2 separate regions of the Sus scrofa genome follow, and region 1 is linked to region 2. A link is a contact called in public HiChIP or PLAC-seq data. All regions are on one chromosome and are shown on one strand. The core of a region is the stretch at or near the end of the contact, and the rest is flanking DNA. Distances in the headings are between cores, read along the strand shown. Region 1 holds the start of IMPACT (protein IMPACT). Region 2 holds the start of CABYR (calcium binding tyrosine phosphorylation regulated).

What was found. HiChIP or PLAC-seq counts read pairs in DNA pulled down with a chosen protein or histone mark.
Region 1: a contact with region 2 is called in an H3K27ac HiChIP or PLAC-seq map of alveolar macrophages. The contact joins the promoter of IMPACT here to the promoter of CABYR in region 2. A contact is called at or near these places in 1 of 5 promoter capture datasets (fetal liver), 2 of 47 Hi-C or Micro-C datasets (heart right ventricle and mesenteric adipose tissue) and 1 of 2 datasets of contacts at active chromatin or transcription factors (alveolar macrophages).

The regions. Positions count from the first base shown.
Region 1 is chr6:109,230,196-109,237,164 of Sscrofa11.1, reverse strand. IMPACT (protein IMPACT) reads right to left here and starts at 1,575. Exons shown (of 11, transcript XM_005665327.3): 1 at 1,426-1,575; 2 at 1-102. The coding sequence starts at 1,461. The region is part of intron 1 of OSBPL1A (oxysterol-binding protein-related protein 1); the gene reads left to right.
Region 2 is chr6:108,967,762-108,973,828 of Sscrofa11.1, reverse strand. It overlaps CABYR (calcium binding tyrosine phosphorylation regulated), which reads right to left and starts at 2,489. Exons shown (of 6, transcript NM_001348767.1): 1 at 2,450-2,489. TTC39C (tetratricopeptide repeat protein 39C) reads right to left here. Exons shown (of 14, transcript XM_021096193.1): 14 at 5,593-6,067.

The DNA of each region.
Region 1 (6,969 bases), core at 326-2,825, 260 kb before region 2:
ATCTATATCGTCGCTAATTCTAATACAAAATATTTTGGCACAGTCATCAATGACACACCATTCTTCGCCATATATAGCTGCCATTGCTTCAATTTCCTCATTCTGTAAGAGGTCAATGGGGAAAAAGTCAAAGAATGCACACATACCTTATCTGTTTTTCTTACTGCTTTTTAAGGCATTTGCATTTAATATCACTAGTTTGGATGAAGGATCCCTGACTGAAAGATGTCAAACATTCTTAGCACCTGGTAGCCACCTTCTACTCTCTGGGTACCAGCCTTGCACTGTATCACTGTGCTTCTGACCACTACTGAGCCAAAATATACATGCACTCCCATACCCGGTAATGAGATTCACAAGTGAAAAGATAAACACTATCCTCTCTGCTCCACCTTCTCTTTTTAAGAAGAAACCGCCACCTCCCCATTCCCCAGTAGTATTTCTGCATATTACATTAGTTCTATACTCCTGGAACTACTTCTTTGTTTTTGTTTTGAATTTGGGCACTTGGCTGGGTGTTGTTTTGGTTTTTTGGTAATCAAATCCCCCCAAACATTTCAGAAATTACTCTTTTGGTTTCGGGTTTAAAAAAAAAAAAGAGTTCCCAGCACAGCTCAGGGGTAATGAATCTGACTAGCATCCATCAGGACGCAGGTTCAATCCCTGGCCTCCTTCAGTCGGTTAAGGTGCTGGCCTTGTCCTGAGCTGTGGTGTGGAAGCAGACTCCGCTCCAATCTGGCCTTGTTGTGGCTGTGGTGTAGGCCAGCATCTACAGTTCCCTTTGGACCCATAGCCGGGGAAATCTCCATATGCCCCAGGTGCGCGAGTGCCGCCCTAAATAAATCAATAAAAATAATTAATTAAAATAAACGTATCTAAACGTAAAAATGGGAAGCAAAGTATACACTCAACTCCATATCATCTCATTTTATCCTCATAGCCCCGTAGTAAAAGCTTTAAGAGCTCTCACTTCAGCCATGCGCTGGGGAAAGCTCAAAGCCACAAGTAGATTCAGGGGGTCCTCAGGAGACCTCAGGGTTTGTGTTATTATTGCCCGTTTTGCAAAATCAGAAACGGGGTTAGGTGGCCTGCCCAAGGTGACCCGGCGAGGACAGGGCGGGGAGCAGAAACTCGGGTTTCTGCTTCCTGGGCCCAGAGCTGCTCAGTCGCGTGCTGATGGTTGACGATAACACCATCCCAGGCAGGCCAAGCCTGCCGACGCCTGGCAGCAGCCGGCCAGAGCGCGATCGGCTGACAGCAAGCGCCAGAAATGGGACGCGGCAGAACGAACCGCGCGGCCGCCAGCCCTGGCGGTGCGGGCGAGACCCGGGGCGGCCCCGGGCAGGGGCCCCTTGGCGAAGGAGGCTCGGGACTGCGAGGCAAGGCCGAGATGAGCCTGGAGGTCGGCGCCCGCCGGGGCCTCACCTGCCTCTGGTCGCTCCCTGCGTCCCCCTCAGCCATGTGGCCCCGGGAACGGCCTGGCGGTCACCACCTGCCCAGGTCCGGAGCGCGGGGGCGGGGCGCTGCGGCTGCAAGCGGAGCGCGGGTTGCTGCGCGGCCCGACCCGGAACCGCAACCCCGACACGCAGTGGGACCCGCATCTGCTTCCGGGTTGTTGGTCAGGTTGGGCGAGGGGCTCCCCGCGCCCGGGCTTCCCACTCTGGCTTCGCGCCCGCTTGTCCTTGTCTCTTCGGCCCGGCCGTGGCGAAGCTGTTCTGCCCGAGTAGCGGCAGGAGGCCTTCTCGGCTCTGCTCCTGAAACTCGCCGGGGCTGGGGGCTTCTCGCCCCTGCCGGCCTCGGCGCCATCGGAACTCCCGCGGAGACACTGGGGACTCAGGTTCTCCGCAGTCCACAGCCCGAGACTCATCATTGCATTTCAAGGCAGGGGGTTTGGGTTTTGTTTTTACGTGTTTTAAGATATTTTGTCTGATTTGGTCAAGGGTCACTTTGATTTACCAAAAAGCAGTAGAGCAGGAGAGGGACAGAAGGCAGTTCTGAAAGCGGGCAGGAAAGCTTACCCACTCGCTGTTGTGTTGTGATTATTTTCTTTGGGGTTCTTAGACATTTCGTCTGGGAGCAACTTTTGTTCAAAACACTAGTTACTCCTGTCAACATAAAGGTCATTGTTTCACTATCCAGAAAATTTGAATAAGTTTGTGTCGTTTCAACCCTGCCCCCAACACATATAATTCCAGTACATTGGTTGGAACTTAACATTGGTCACCTTATTTGAGACTCCTAAATCAAGTCACTTAATGTCTTACTCGAGAGGCATTTTGTCCCCTCTTGCCTCACTTTCTTCACACACACAGACTCAAAATATTACAGCTTTCCTCTCTCCTGACTTCCTTAATCATGGGCATGTTTTATTTACCTGTTAAAATACTCCTCTAAGTGGACGGTACCTGTAAAGAATTCCACCCAAGTTACTTTGAAGGGATCTTCATATAAGCCTTGTGGATTTATTAATTCAACAGCTATTTAATGGGTTCTCATTGTGCTAAACTTTGGAAATGCAGATTTCGATGTCATGCATTGCCTTTAAGAAAGACAGGGGAACAAAAGTAAATCAATATTTAAATCGACTGGAATTGCGTCCTGTTAGAAGCACAGAGAAGGGCCATCTGTTTAAAATTTTATCAGGCTTTGTGTTCCCAAGAATGTTTGAACGGAGTTACAGAAGAACGGGTAGAGGTTAGCTAATTGAAGAAGGAAGGAGATTGTTTGAGATGGAGAAAAAAATATTGATAGAGAAACTGGCCCATTTAAGTAACTTCATGCATTTCATTGCTTCTGACATCACAGCTGTCAACTTCCTCTTGTCACATGGCTTGCATAATCCCTTCATGATTATCTCCCTAAGTCTGCACATGTGCACTCATTTGGGTCCCAAGAGAGGGCCTGGAGGACTTTAGCCCATTGTCATGTCTATAACATTCCCTCCCTTCAATTTTTTGGTTGGACAGGGTATTTTTATCTTGAGCAGAAAGCATTTTAAGCCCCTCCTTCCAACCAAGTAAGGCACCATGGTACACGAACAGCCAGTCCACCACAGGATTTCTCTTCTTGGTAAGCAATTAGCTTAGAAGTGCTGAGAGGTTTGGCTACTGTACATCTCCACGTTGCCCGAAGCTTTCTGCAGTTATCCTAATGCTACCTTGATGTCCATCTGTTGTTAAACAGCTTTTTTCTCACGTCTTACAGCTTCTGTTGCATAAAGTAGTGGTTTTCACCCTTTAAAAAAAAAAAAAAAGCCATAGAATTCTTCCTTCAGTGAAAGCTTATGTAAAACAGATTAGGTTGTTCTGGCTGAAATAGTTGGGCTAAAGTCCCAACTACTTAGCAGCCCTTCCTCCTGGTGGCCCCTCAGACTTTCAACCCAGATTTGAAAACTACCATGTTAAAATGTAACAGAAAACAATGCACAGCCCAACTTAATCTTCTAAACAAAGCATAATATATCCCAACTTTATTGTACACAGCATCTCTTTTCTTACCACATACATCAACCCAGTTTATTTTACCTTCTGCAGATTTTACCCATGATTTTCTATTAATTACTATATCTTCATAGCTAGAGCCTTTAAATCTTATTTTGAGCTCAGATTCTAAATGAAAATTACCCTTTCTGGCAAAGGACACAAAACAGAAGCTTCTCTATGTCTCTAGTGCTTAAGCATGTGGTCAATACAGAGAATTCTGAATAAGGCCCAAAACTCAGGCTAGACAAAGAGCACTTCGGAAAGAGAAGTAGAAAAATAATTACTAAAGTAACTGTGTGGCAGACAACCTATATTTTGCAAAATTTATTAGAAGAAAGCAAGACTTTATAGACAAATTTGTTGAAAAAAGACTACTTAATGTGAACTTTGAGTAGTAATATAGATCTGGATATGAGGGAGTTCTCTCAGCCAGATTCCTCTGATTTCCACATCCATTTACCCAAATGGTTGGTTGGTTCCTGGATATCTTCCTCAAATTCAGCACGTTGAAAACTGAACTCAATTTCTTTCTTCCTAAACCTATTCCTCCCATCTATCCCTTTTCCATAATGGGTAACCCCTGAACACTGCATCAATAATTGCCTAAGCTTGAAACCTGGGAGACATACTGTACACCTCCTTTCACTGCCTTCATATACAGACAGTGAGTCTGATGATTCTGATTCTTCATATCCCTTACATTCCTCATAGTCCCCTTCCTAGTCTTTCTGATTCCATCTGAACCCTCTTTTAAGTCACCCTCCTGACATCTGCCAGAGGAATCATTCAAAATGCACAAGTTGGATGTGTCTTTTTTCCCTTGAAACCCTTCACTTGCTCCCCATGGCTTTCATGGTCATGCTTTAACATTCTAACACTCAAAAAGTATGTTCCTGGCTACCTCTCTAATTTTATCTCCCACTATTCTAGCCAGATCAGCCTAAGCTATTTTATTTAAGCTTTCATTGAAGAAAGAAGTCCACTGCTTTAGAAGAGAGTGAAAATTTCTAGTTTACACCATAGACACTGTGTAGCGACAAGATAAACTAGTAAGAGTGAAGGGAAAAAAATAGATCTGTTTAACAATCGATGTACAGCTACATGGATTGGGATAATAACTGCAGAAGTGTTCAGGCAACGTGAAGGAGATGTGTGGCCCAATCTCTCAGAACTCTCAAGTAGAAGAGAAATAGGATGACTGGCTGTGCCAAAATGTCTATGTAGGATGGATTTAGAACCCAGTGTGAATGGGAGGAAATAATTTAAACCTTCTTGTTTAAAATTAAGAAACATAAACTATCCAAACCAAATAATTGGAAGGAGAAAGGGTGTTAATTAGATCACAAAGGGCCAAAGCTCTTTCTTGGTACCAAAATGAATGTGTAGATAGATGGAGAGAATAATGAACAGATCATCAGGAGTGTGACAAAAGAGGGTTGACAGCTGTGATATTAGAGGCAAGGGGAAATGAGTTATTTGAATGGAAAAAAAACCTAACCTGGAAGTATATATATCTTCTGACTACAACAGAGGTGGCTGTCACATCAGGGGTGAGGAGGAATTTAGCCTGTGAAGAATTCTCCACAAATCTTAACTGGTTTGAATGGGGCTCTTCTACATATTCTCTTATGATCTTGCTAATTCAGGTGAGGTCTGTGGGCCAACAGCATCATATTACCTGAGAGCTTGTTAGAAGTACTAGCTTCTAAACTGAAGCCCTGCCCTAGACCTACAATATCAATATTAGTAAGACATAGTTCCTACCATTAAGGAGCTCCCATCTAAAGCCCAGCAACTGCTGTGTGGGAACAAAACTCTAGACCTCTTATTTATGTTTTCCAAATGTATATATGAAACCAATTTTTCCTCTTTCCCATTTCCTGTGACCTACACTGGTTATCTAAAGTGATTCTTGGAGTTCCCACAGTGTATAGTGGCTCAGTGGAAACAAATCCGACTAGGAAACATGAGGTTGTGGTTGGATCCCTGGCTTTGCTCAGTGTGTTAAGGATCCCGCGTTGCCATGAGCTGTGGTGTAGATTGGATCTGGCGTTGCTGTGGCTGTGGTGGAGGCCGGCGGCACAGTTCCGATTACACCCCTAGCCTAGGAACCTCCATATGCCTCGAGTGTGGCCCTAAAAAGCAAAAAATAAATAAATAAATAAATAAAGTGATTCTTGCTACCACAGTATAGCTCTGTTAACCCTAATCTTTGTACAGTGCCAAGCAAATCTGTCACCTGTGCATTTATATACCCATTCTCTCTCTCCTTCCAACCACTGCTGTTTTACAGTACTCACCACTTACTTCTAAGCACAATACCTGGTTTACAGGTATTTTAGGCCCTAGCAAGATAGCATAGAGGTTAAAGGCATAACTTAAAAGTCATTTAAAACTAGACTATTTGAGGGAGTTCCCGTTGTGGCTCAGTGGTTAATGAATCCGACTAGGAACCATGAGGTTGCAGGTTCGGTCCCTGGCCTCACTTAGTGGGTTAAGAATCTGGCATTGCCATGAGCTGTGGTGTAGGTTGCAGACTCGGCTTGGATCCCGCGTTGCTGTGGCTCTGGCATAGGCTGGCGGCTACAGCTCCGATTAGACCCCTAGCCTGGGAACCTCCATATGCCATGGGTATGGCCCTAGAAAAAGGCCAAAAGGCAAAAAAAAAAAAAAAAAAAAAAAAAAAGAGAGACTATTTGATTCATATCCTGACTCATGTATTAACCATATGAACTTGGGCTAGTTATTTAGCTTTCTAAGTCTTAGTTTCCTTACTTATAAAATAAAGATGTTAATGTCTGTTTTGAAAGAACCCTCTTTCTGAGTTTCTTCTCTCTCCTAACCTTCTGAGCACTTATTCTTTCTATGAGTGTTTATAAAACATTTAGAAGCAGATACTTTAGATGTTATCTTAAACTCAACATTTCACAGCTAACCACCCTCAAACTATCTTGGTTTCACATATAAGCTGCCCTTTCAACTTATTCACTGAGTTGGTCACTTCAGAATATTTACTGAGTATTGATCTATGCCATAATCTGGGCTATGTGTTAAAGATACAAAAATAAATAAGACCCAGTTTCTCATTTCAAGAAGACCATAGTCTGATGGAGGTAAATATGTAGACAAATAATTTACAAATACGCACCAGCACGCCATGGTTATATGTCAGTTGCTTCCTCTTTTTTGCATCTCATAGGAAATGAGTCACAAGTATCTTAGCTGCTTTCTTGGTAATATCCACTTTTGCATAGTGTTACACTGGAATGATAACTACATTCTCCCTGCAGCCCCCATCCCCTTTCCTCACTCTAGTTCTCCTGTACCCTTGCATGCTATGTTAGACTAGTACTCCTCAAGTGCTAGTTTGTTCAAGAACTGTGTAAAATTTAGGGAGTTCCAGTCATGGCTCAGTGGTTAACGAACCCAACTAGCATCCATGAGGATGTGGTTCAATCCCTGGCCTTGCTCAGTGTTAAGGTTCCGG
Region 2 (6,067 bases), core at 1,240-3,739:
CAACCAAACAAAACCTGTTTCTATAAAATTTAGTAAACATTCTGTGCAGGAAAAATCAAAGATAAATTAAGCTCATTTATCTATGTCTCAGAAACATCTTTCCAAACCACATGGCAACCAGCTTTTCTGTACATTCTAATAGAGTACAAAGTAGAATTTCTCCCCCAAAAATCTTTTTTTCTCTTTTCCAAACATATCCCCAGACACAGCGATCATCTTTAAGTGTACATATTTTAGCGTAAAATTTGGGGGAGGCCTCACCTGCCGCATGCAGAAATTCCCAGGCCTGGGGTCAAACCTGTGACACAGCAGCAACAACACTGGATTCCTAACCTGCTGTGCCACCAAGGGACTCCTAGTTTTAAATTTAATTTTGTTTTTAACATTAAGCAGAGTAGTTACTCGTGGTATTGTACTACCTACCACCATATGTACCTCTTTTCTCAGATCATCCCTAAACCTCTGCTTTAGTTTTTCCTCCCCCTCTTTTGCCTTCCTGGATGTTAAGTAGTAACATGGGTATTGCATAGTCTTACTTGTAATTCTGAGTTGCAGATGTTGTCACCCTAAACTGTGTCAGTGTATTCTTTTTCATTCTAAAAAATTATTTAAGGTGGTTTATAAATACACATAAGAACAAAATTAAATATTAAGGCTATCTGTTCAGTAGTTGAGAGGAAAATTATTGTAGGAAAAATAGGATGAAACCAGAGGTAAGGTTAGTATCCCAAATACGAGCCGTAGGTCTTACACTAGAGATTGAGTGTCAGATCAGCTTCCTGAGTTACCAAGTGGCCATCAAATAGAAAACAGTTGGTTAAATGATTCAGGTTTCTTTCTTTCTTTCTTTCTTTTTTTTTTTTTTTTTTTGTGGCTGCACTCATGGCATGTGGAAGTTTCCAGGCCAGGGAGATCGAACCCCTGCCATAGCAGCAACCCAAGCTGCTGCAGTGACAATGCCAGATCCTTATCCAGATGCACAAGAGAGCTCCAATTCAGGTTTCTTGAGATAAAAAACAAATCAGTTGCTTGGGAGAATCACAGATATTCTGGGTACTAAGACCCAGGAGAAATTTCTCCTCTGGGTCTTCATAAAGAGGAGAATAGTGTGGTATAATGAACCACGTCCTCAACAATATCTCTGTAGTAAAGAGAGTAATGAGTTTCATGGGGCTAAATGGCACAGTTTAGTTACAGCAATTATACAAGGGACAAACCTCTAAGAAAGAGTAACTAATGTGTCACAGCAAAATGTTGAATATTTAAAAGCATATTTCATCTTCCCAAAGATCAGGGGGAAAAAATGATCAATATTAGCCAAAGCAAAACCTTTGAGAATATAATTAAGGGTATCTTATTCAATCTAATGAAAACTTACTATCAGAGTATCATTTAATGGGAGCTTTACTGAATTAAACCATCTTTAAAAAACCTGTAGTGCAGCTCTGGCAGGACCATATGCTAAACGTTAAGGGACATAGGTGGTAATTAAATGGATGATGCACATACATTTCATTTACATTTATACACACACACATATATATTTTTAAATTACATCCTTGCACCCAGTGTGAGTTGATAGGTCATGTTTTGAAAGTGGCTTACCAGTAACCATGATGGAGCTAACAAAACACACTCTCTGTAGTCAGTCAGCAGTTGGTGCTGCCAATCTTGGGGAGAGCACCCACTCAATGATCCTAAATATGCTGCACTCCCACCCCTTCCCAGATGTTGTGAATGTTCGGGGCTGTTAAGCGCCCTAGGATCAGGGATGCTGAGCATCCTACAAAGCAGTCCCGTACAAAGAACTGTCCTGAAGAAGATGAGAAATACTCTAACACCAATTGTAAGTAATCAAAGGGTAAAGGCACAAATACAGACGCTTACACCTTACTTATTCTCCTCAAACTTCACCTTTAAGCAATGTTTGTCAAAAACAAATTTTACAATCTCCACCCTCCACATCAAAATGAGAACTTCCGCTAACCCATAACATAGGGGGAACGCCTGAGCAGGAAAACGGTGCCTTTGGCTGAGGATGCAAGAGTGGTAGCTTCGGAATCACAGAAAATGAAAATGGTACCCACTACTGACTCCCTAAAGACCTAGGCTGGGGTCTGTGATGGTTTTGCCGTTTGGGTGGCTTAATGGAGAGGGCGGTAAGACGTGGGACAGCGGGCGTCCGGATTCCACGTCGCCTAGTTCAGCGGTGGCGGTGGCTGACCTGCCGGCCCGGACCCCGAGTCCACCACACGGGTACTGGCCTGCTGGTGCCTCACTGGCTGGTGTGGGCCCTCCTCAGCCCGCAGGCCTTCCACTCCGGAGCCCTACGCTGTCCCGACACTTGAGGAACCGCCCGCAAACCCCACCGCGAGAGACACCGCGAACTCCTAACTGCCGCTGGGAAGCGGGGAGAAAGGCAGGTGCCTTTGAGCCAGACTCGCCGCACCTTCTCCTTTCCGGCTACGCTCTAATGAGCTTCCTCGCAGCCCCCTTGCCGGCGGCTCCTGTAGGAGTCCGCGCTCCCGCAGGGTCTTATATACCCCTGGAGACGTCAGGCCTACGTCACAAAGTCCCGCCCTCGTGCTTGAAGGCCCGGACAGCAGCGGAAGGGGTGGGGGTGGGGGTGGGCTCAACGGTCTCAGCCAATGGTGAGCCGAAAAGGACAAAGGCCGGAACTCCGAGGAACCGGGAGGCGTTCTTCCCCTTTTCCAATAGAATACAAAATGACGTGGTAAACTGGCATTTACAAACGGCCAGGAGTCAGGGTTGGTCAAGGAGACGGCGCCTCTGCTTTGGATCTCTCAATCTAAAGTAAGAGCTGGCTTGGAAGGAAATAGGTTTACAGTAATTCTATCTTGCTGCCACCTCTCCTTTTCACACTACTCTTCTTCCAATAATCTGTTGTTCTCCAGTCACCCTAGAGGAGTATTTCTGCCACGATGTACATAAAACTGACACAAAGATATTATACAACACAGCGCTTTTCCTCTTGAGAAACTCGTCTATCAAAAGAGAACTTGGCATTGATCCTGAGGTTTCTCTCCATAATTCCGAATCTTGCAATACACCAGGCACAAGTACCTCCCTAAACCAGACTGTCAGCAGCAGGTTACAAGAGGACGATGTAACTTCAGTTCCGTTTTGCCAAAATAGAGGAATGCCAACTCATTTAAAATATATCCCCTCTCTGCTTTTATGCCCATCCAGGTTCTTATTTGCGTTGGGCATTAAATAACATCACAGTCACAATTATGAGATTCCAAGCAGCCTTCATTGTAACCCATTTTCTCATGTTTAAAAAGCAACAAAAATCAGTCTAAGTCAACCGCTAAAAACTGACAAAGCCGTTTTTTTCTTCCTGTAGAAAAAATTAAGACTTCCAGCACACTTGGCAGTAAGTGGCAGTGCTAAGGCCCCAGCCTACATCTGTATGTGGCACACAGCACCTTCTGAGAATAGTAATTCGTCATTATTGAGTGCTTTTTATCAAGCCCGCTTTCCCATAAAGATTACCTTTGAAAAGTAGAAATGCTCTTTTAGACTTTGTGATAGAGCTGCAGATGGTACATTTTTGGGGGTCCTTATTTCTCCCAGCCCCACTTTGCTAGTGTAAATAAAAGAGAAATGAGGTTGTCATGATTTTTGGTGGTTTGGTTTATACTTAAAGTGTAGAGAAACAGATATTAAGAAGCCCAAGTACAAACCTTAGAGGCCCCACTGATGGTGACTTTTGGAATGAGAGACGGGTACGCTTGTGTCGCCTAACCAACCTTCTTGGGTCTTGAACACCAAATTATGTTTGGTACTGTGCTGAATTATCTGTAACTTAGAAGGCAAACTTATACTCCTTCCACATTTCTGCAATGACTGTTTTGTCCAAGTCCCTATGAAATGCAAATTGTTATACTGAAAACATTTTAACAACAAAATTTTTCAAACCATTATTTGCTGCTTTGATTTCTACAACTCATGATTTGAAGTGGTTTTTACAATCTTCCGGTCCTTGTGTTCCATCTCTTTCAGTCACTGGGCATCTATCTAAAATGTCAATCTACTTTGTACATTACTCCTTGCCCTCACCCTGCAAATCCTTAAATCTACGGAAATGCAACATTCTTGGTGTAACCTCTGTGTAACTTAGTCTCATTTTACCACTTGGTTTCCATTGACTCTATTGAGACCAGATCTGAACATATATGCTGTTAGTCACCTCTGTGCCTTTGCTCACCAGGTCCAAAGCCTGAGACATCCTTCTCCTCCTTTAAAACTCAGCTCAGGAATCTCCTACTGTAGAAAACCAGTGGGTTAGAAGCATTTTATTCAGTGGCCCCATAATTTGCACTCTACAACCAAGCATACCTTTACTGTATGTTTGGCTCTTCTCTCAGATTTACTAAATACTTACCCAAAGATGATAACCTAAGGGCAAAGCCTTTCTAATGCAGACTACCTGCCTCAGAATTATCCTGGGAGCCTGCTAAAAATGTCTTCCTATGCCCTACCTAGAACCCATTCAAACAGAATCTCAGAGTAGGGCTAATGTGTACAACGAAAATTTAAGACCCACTAGCCTATGGGAGGGGAAATGAGAAATTCAGCGTTTATCTAAAATACAAGTGTGGTTTCTATTAAATACCCTGGTCATCTAGGAGCTAGAGCTCAGCCCCTTGCTAGTTTTCATAAGACAGCTAATTGGGTGATTTTTGCTCACTTCCACTGAAGGGGCGCATCTTCTCTGGACCAACTTTCCCTCCTCTTGCTCCCCCACCCCACAGCCCCAAACGCGGTCCTTTTCTCTGTGTTTCCTCTTCCTACCTTCAAGTCCTCTCCCTCTACTATGTATCTTCTTGGGATGATCTGAAGCTCAAAAGTTTTTTTTCTACAAAATATACCAACAGCATCCAAAAAAAAAAAAAAAAAAAAAAAAAAAGAAAGAAAGAAAGAAAAAGAGAGGTAGAAAGAAAGAGAAACAGAAGGGGAAGAAGGAAGGAAGGAAAACCAAACAGTACATCACGACTGTGCAAACATACACCTTCATGGGTAAGGAGCCATATTTGAATACTTGCCACCACAATTTGCTTAAAGCAGCAACCAACTAGGAAAGTATACACAGCAAAGGAATAGATGTATACACACATGTGTGTATTTTAAATATGTACTTTAACCATCATGTATGTGTGGCCCTTCAATTTTAGTTGGCAGAAATATAAAAGTACAAATTCTAATTGACTTCATACGAGACAATAAAGATTCTAATTTTCTAGGACATTTGAAAGTAATAATTCTTCAAATACCTAGCTATCATGTGCTAAAATCCAAAAGATACCTAACTCGATAAAAGTAAAATCTTAAATACCACAAAGGCACATATTACATTATTACTAGACCATGCCTTAAAAGTGTGTCAAATTATGTGTTCTGAGGACATAAAATATACATTGGAGATTTATCTCATCATAAGCAAAATCTAATAGAAAAATATATCTGACATGTATAAATTAGAAGATCCACTAAACAGCCTCCAAAATAGGAAAAGGGGAAGGAGTGAATGATGCCAACATAAAAAAAAAGCACACAAAGATGCAATAGTTCTGCTTATATGATTATTTTCTTCATCAGCTAGGGTAAAGAGCAATTTACACCAAGCTAAATTTCCAGGCAGATCACAGTAGCTCACAGGTTGGCTAAGTCACAGCACGCAGGTCAGAACTGTTACAAATTACTCAACTCAAAAATGTACTCAGATTTCTGTTAATCTAATGGTACAGTGTACTCACACCATGGTTTTGTTATTTGAGAGTCTTCAGCGTCACTATCTATGCCTTATCCGTGTTCTGCCCACCAGGTGAGCACAGATAAACCACAGAGGCTATCTTATGTCAAACCTGACAGCGAATACACAGAGCTATTCTTTGACTCGAAGACCTATGGAAGGTGTTGTAAAGGTGTGTGTTCAGTGAACTGAACAGAAACCTATCTGAAATCCTGAGATCTTTCTGGAGAAATAAAATTATTTAAAGCAGTTAATGCAGAAACATTTTTTTTAAAAAATTCTAAAGTGCAG